2 separate regions of the Capsicum annuum genome follow, and region 2 is linked to region 1. Evidence: chromatin contacts called from public Hi-C data. All regions are on one chromosome and are shown on one strand. The core of a region is the stretch at or near the end of the contact, and the rest is flanking DNA. Distances in the headings are between cores, read along the strand shown.

Region 1 (3,401 bases), core at 338-2,837:
TAGAGACAAAAAAAAATAAACAAAATTGAAGAGTGCTTGTGAATTGTCATCAAATCTCAACATGGGTATTAATTGGTTGATGCAGACCCAATACTGGACCCTCTCATCCACTTGAGTTGCCAACCCAAATCCAGTTCAATAGACTATATCACACTGACCCAACATAAATGCATGCTAGCAGACCAATTAGGTACACTTGTATGACCCAGGCACATTTTGTTTTTTGAGAGTCATAAACTGTCTCAATAAACTTAGAGGTTCGATGTCGAATACACTGTCAAGAATTAAGATCAAGAAATTTGACTCTCAAAAGACGAACACTGTTATATAAATTGGACGGAGGGAGTATTTAAGTTCACTTCCCAATGCTTGGTCAAATATAATGAATTGATGTTTGTATTGTTCCTTCTTTGAAATGGCAAAGAAAGATTACTTTGTCTATAAAAGGAAAAATACTACTAAGTCTATGAAAATGTTGTTTGGACAATTGTATCTTTCAAAATACTTACATAATTACCTGAATTAAAAATTAGGATACCTACTTTATAAATGGTACTAAATTGCCTGGTTACTTTTCTGTATATTAGGAAAGTGACCCAGTGAATGCTGTTGGGTTGAATTTGTGGGGTGGGGTGGGGTGGGGTGGGGTGGGGGTGGGGGTGGGGATCATAATTAGTACTTATTTAGTTCCATCTCTACAGTAAAACGTTGTGAGGTGAATCATTAACACAATGTTGGGAGTAAAAATTATTGTCGTGTAATTAAAATTTCACAAATTAAGCACTAATAGGATTTAGATACCACATATGATAAAAAATTCGTATTAGTCGAATAATAACAAAAAAACAAGAGACAAAGAAGAAGAATGTTTTCATTTTACAAAAAAGAGCAAGACATGCATACCCTAAAAAATTGAATTTATTTTATAATTATTCCAGGGAATAAAATCATAAAACAAATTCGATTTTAATTTGAGGGCCAAAGACCCTTCTAAACTAGTGAATTTATTTTATTTTACAGTGGTCTTTCGTCAATTTATTAGCTCCCTAAAGCCTATTGCATTAATTTTAGGGGCAAACTTAAGCCATAAGAAAATGGTGAGGGCCTAAATGAGCTATAGATGAAGCAAGCGTTTTGTAGTAGGTTTAGTTGAAACTTAAGTTATGTTAGAAAAATATTTTTTGAAATTTGGAGTTATGTCTAAAAAAAAATTAAAATTTTCTGAATGGAAATGAAATATCAGCCAGTTTGTAGAACTTTAAGAATTAACCAAATTTCATGAATGAATAATATTTTCATTTTTTTTTTTGAAAATCTATTCTCAAATGGGAGCTTTACAAAGAGCAATCACAAAACTATCTATGCTTTGGAACATTTTTTATTCATTCTATTATTTTATAACAGGAAAAGTAAAACAAAAAAAATATATATAGTAATTAATTAGGTAAATGTTGACCAAAGAATTAAAAAATAATTATCCTTAAATTCAAATTGAAGGTCAGCAAGTGTGCCATAGTAATGTCCCAACTGTCCCTGCTTCAACTTTTACTATTCTTTCCCAATTTCACACCTATAAATACCCCTCTATTCTTTCTCATTAATCAAATAAAACCTTACCACTAAAACATCAAAGTACCACTTTTTCTCTCTCTGTTCCAAACATCATAAACACCAACAAAAAAAAATGGTGTGTTTTTGTTTCCTAGTAGATCAAACAAAGCAAGTTTGCAAGAGCAAACCCGCCGCCGGAACATGTTCACGTTGCGGCGGCGGTGCTAGTGTAGCTGACATGAAGACAGCTACACGTTTTTGCTATGTCCCCTTTTATTGGAAAAATTGGAGAGCTATTGTTTGTACATTTTGTGGTGCCATTCTTCGCTCTTACCGATAAAAAGAAAGTGTTACAATTTCACATTGGTTGAAGAAATGAGACGTACTAAACTTCTAATATAATTTTATCATATAAGCTACAGTATATCTTTTGAGGCTGAGTTAGTGTTTCTTCGTTCAAGGTGGATTTAGCAACTTTTGTGTTACTATTATTTTGTTTCATTTTTGCCTATTATTATTCTTTTCTCGTTCTGCATTGATGAAATTTTAGATGATGATTTAGGCTATTTAGTAATTTTGTTTTTTTTTTAAAATATGTACTAACAGCTGCTATTGTAAATATATTTGAGAATTAATATTGGATCTCTCTTTCTCTCCGTTTAAAGTTTTTTGCCCTCTTTTATTCGGTATCATTCTTGAACTTGTCTCTCATTAAAAAAACGTAAATAGATAAAATAATAAACGATTTTTAATCTAAATATTCACCAGGTGTTTACACCAAATAAATAAAGATGTACATCATATGTTTGTATCTAGATTTTTTCATTTAACCATGGACAATTAATTCATATTTTCATTTTATTAAACCACGTAATTACAATAACTTGAATTGATTTTGTATAAAATATTGAGGCGCGAATAAGTATTTATATTATTTATTACCACTGGAAAACAAGATTATTTTTTCTGTTGTTGTTGAATAAGGTATCATAAATACTTCAGCTGCCAAGTATGAGCTGGGAATTGCATATTTCAGCTAGTTCCAGCAGGGTAATTTACTGCTCTAAATTAATAAGTACAGAATACTAACATCCAAAATAAGTATATGAAATTAAATCAACAATTTAATACTCAACAACCAACATACCAAGTTTTTTTCTTTCTTTTTTTTAATCTTCAACAAAGGAAAAAGTAACCCCCATCCCCACCACCCCAAAAAAATGCAAGTAAATTGGTACTATGCAACTATAAAATTAGGAAAGGGATAGGGTGAGAGTAGTAGAATGAATATTGTAGATGTTAGTCAGGTAGATCACATGCCAAGTGCCTTACAACTAAAGAAAATATAGCTGTATTATGTTGGTGCTCATAATAAATGCACTTTAGTATATAGTACATCTTTTGTTTTTTTTTTCTTTTATATTATTTTTGTTGAGCCGAGGTTTTATGAAGTAAAATTTGTGTATATTATCGTGTTTATATTGTACTTGTGGGATTACATTAGATACGTTATTGTTATTGTTTCTTTCTTTTTTTCCTCTCGTGCTGGTAACACTCTTTTTATAATTGTGATGTTCATGATAACTTTTACACACCTCGACTAATTTTATGATATATTTGCTATCTCTCATTACCATATGTATATATAGGAGGAAATAATATCATATGATCACTTGCAAATTAAATAGAAGAAAATAACCTTTTCAGATGTCTTATGCACAAAATAAAAATCTTTTATAAAAGTAATTTCGTAAAGAACTACAAAATCATTTCTCTGTTGGGTAGTTTTGTTAACAAAAAATTGGACAAATAAGAGGTTTAAAAAGATGGAAAAAAATTATGTAATATTT
Region 2 (3,424 bases), core at 484-2,983, 34 kb after region 1:
TTGTTGGTGATAGTGGAGATGGCTTATAATGATGGTTGCGGTGAAAATGATTGATGTTAGTGATTAATAATGTTGGTGGTGATAATTGTGAGGGTTGTTATTGTAGTGACTGTTATGATGGTGGCGATTGATGGTGGTGGTGGTTGTTGTGATGTGACGTTGCTTGATGTTAGTAGTTTAAGGTGTTAATTGTGTTGGCTGAAACATGAATGCATGGTGATTGATGATGTGTTGGTGCTAATTAAAGATGTTATTTGTTGTGATGGTGGGGACAGTTGTTAGTAGAGATAAATTGTAGCGATGGTACTGGTTGAAGTGGTGGTAAAGGTGGCGTTACTAGTGACAATAGTGGTGGCGGCCAAAGAATGTGTAGAGGTATGATGTATTAGTGGTAGTTAGTGGTGATGCTAGTTGTGATAGATGAGTTGGTTGGTAGAAGAGATTGGCCTGTAGTGGTTGCTGATTGTGTTGTTGTTGACGGCAGTGGTGGCGATGAATATAATTAGAATAAAAGAGATAGTATGTGTGGTAGTGGTTGACAATTATGGTTGGTAGTGGTATTTGTTGTCGATGGTGGTTGTGATGATGGAGGTGGTTGGTAGTGGTGGGCGGTGGTTTACAATGGTGACGGTGGCAAAGGTGGTCAGTGGTGGTGACTGCTGATTATGAATAGAGTGGTGAATATTATCCAACACCAGAATATTCCTTTAGACCTATTAAGACTTGATTCTAGATCTGAATGATTAAGACCTATTCAGACCTATTAAAAGTTAACACCTTAATAAAAACAAATGCACTTAATGGTCTGAAGTCTGAACCATTCAGATTCAGACCCCCATTAAGTGCAAACAAATGAGGTCGGGAAAAACAAACGCGTTATACGTTATGCCGTACAATTATTTTGAATCACTTATTTATCATGGTTAATTAGTATATATAATTTGCTTCATTAAGTTATCTAATTACAGTCGGAGGATTTTAGTAATTCATCGATTGATTGTCTAAATTTTCACCACCATTTTCCTTTCTCCTGACACCAACAAAAAAATAATTGCAAATTAAATTGATTTAAAATAAATACCGAGTAAATATTATTATAAAGATATGGTATCGGTTCGAAAATGTATTTTCCTCAAAGTGACTAAACGGCTCTTCATAACAGGACATTGCATGCACCTTAGCTTTCCTCGTTGCCCACTATTTGGTTGCAAAATTTTTCCTTTAATCCCAAACATCTTTATTATATATAGCCTTTTACAAACTTATTTTTAATTAATCTTTATAATAGATCAACTATATGTCTATACATATAAAAACTTGAAAAGAATATACAAGTTATTGTTTTCAATCTAATTTCTAAGTGATCGTAAGAGATCATTTTATTTAATCGAATCGATCAAGAAGAGAAGCTAGGAGCATCATTTAAGGCAGTTATAGTTCCTTCCCAGTTAAGACAAATCACATGATTCAAAATTAAATTGCCTCAACTTTGAGGCACTTTTCCATACAAAAACTTCTTGAAGATATATATTTTTTTTTTTTTAAAGTTCTCATCTATTTTTTTTTTTTTTGGGGGGGGGGGGGGGAATCTCAGTTCCAAATTCACTAGTAATTAACTCAACCCCCAACTAACAGAAGATGTTGACAATATGACTGAGCTTATATTACTCTTTCTAATTGCTAGACTTTTCAGACCAAAAACAACACTTGGCCAATTCAAACAAGCAACCACTCTTGCAAAATTCTAATGTTGATGATATTCTATTTTAAGGACTTCATAATCCCATGTGGGGTCTAAATTTATCTTATCCTTCTTAAAATCAAAAGAAAGTAATGTGTGGGGATTATTTCAACTAATTAGGATAACTATAACTAGTGAATTATAATTGGTCACACAAGTCCTTTTCATATTAATTAATAAAATCTTGATTTTTATGCAGGAATATGTGTCGATAAAATGGCAACATCTCATGAAATTTTATCATTTAGAAAATTATCATGAGCATGTCATCTAAATAAAACCACTGGCTTTGGTTACAACTCAGGACAACTAAAATGCATTTTTTAAAAAAAAAAAAAACAAATGAGATAATACACATATAATTACCCCTCATGATGAATAAGCTTAAAGAATAGTTATTAAGAAAATTTAAATAAATGAGGTAAACGTAATATTGTAAATCACAAGGGATGTTAGTATGATGAGGTGATATCTGAGGGGAGGTCTCTGAAATTATTCCTAATATTTTTTATTTATGTACCAAATAAAAAAAAATAAGATAAACAATGCACTTATTTTCCTCAAAACATTTTTCTCCTTACCGAACACATCACTAATTTGTTAATGTACCTTGATACCAAAATATCATTTTAACCAATCTTTACTGTTTGCAGTAAGTCATACTACATATTTACCATGGTTATTGATTAAGTGACAAAATACTGTGAGAATGTGTATTAATTAACTATTAATATATGTATTCGCGTGATGTGCCAACAAATATTAGAAAAAAATTATTATGCAAGAAATATGTTAGAAAAAAAATTACTTAAATTATTATTTTATTTACTTAATTATATTAAATTTTTTATTATTGTATCAATTGAGAAATTTAAGTCATTTAATCCAAAGATTGTTTATTAGAAGGCCAACAGGGAAGAAAAATTATTTTCTCCATCATCAATTATCTAAGAATTTTGTGTTATGTTCAAAAAGATTTGAAATATGTTGGTGAATGTATAAAATACTTATCACAATAAGAGAAAGGTTCATCCTGATTATTAAAAAAAGATTCTTATCAATATATTAACTAATTATTCTCTCTCTATTATAACTACTTAACCATAATAATTAATATGATTTAATATAAACACCGATTGTATATGAGCTCTTGGCATTCAAAACTTTATTTACAGTCACACTTATCTGTTTGGTGAAGTTTATTTTTTTCCACTCAAAAGTGTTTATTAAAAAATATAAGGTGTTTGGTCAAACTTTTGGAAAAACATAAGTGCTTTATGGAGAGTAGGAGAAGTTGTTTTTTAGAAAATAAAAAAAGTACTTTTCCATTAAAATCACTTTTTTGAAAATTACTTTTGAGGAAAATACACTTAAAAACACTTTAAAAAGTTTGAGCAAATACTAATTGTTGCTCAAAAGTGTTTTTCTAAATATATTCATCAAACACAAATGCTACTTAGTAAAAGTTCTTTTGAAAATACTTTTCAAAATAAATAAATTTTAGAAATTTGGCCAAAGAGGCTATTAGTTATACATAATTTAACTGTTTTTTCAGAATAAATTAAATCATAAAATTTTAACGACATATTTAATATTAATTTTGTTTAAAGGAAATAAATATCATACATTCATCCAATAATGAAATCAAGTTCCTTAATCTAATATTGTATATTGTTTAATTTT

The links. A called contact is a pair of places that touch in the nucleus more often than the background predicts.
Region 2: a contact with region 1 is called in a Hi-C map of leaf, with 2.0 times the contacts expected there. The contact joins the enhancer-like site here to the promoter of LOC107877310 in region 1. A contact is called at or near these places in 2 of 5 Hi-C or Micro-C datasets (leaf and placenta).

The regions. Positions count from the first base shown.
Region 1 is chr7:202,650,548-202,653,948 of UCD10Xv1.1, forward strand. It overlaps LOC107877310, which reads left to right and starts at 1,588. Exons shown (of 1, transcript XM_016723983.2): 1 at 1,588-2,208. The coding sequence starts at 1,685. The coding sequence ends at 1,891.
Region 2 is chr7:202,684,443-202,687,866 of UCD10Xv1.1, forward strand. No RefSeq gene overlaps it. Among protein-coding and RNA genes, the nearest start is that of LOC107855033, 33 kb to the right of the region's middle. Within about 2 kb of position 1,734, at least 2 of the 5 cell types and tissues checked have an H3K27ac peak or open chromatin away from gene starts, as enhancers often do. A contact at or near this core is called in leaf, where this site is marked.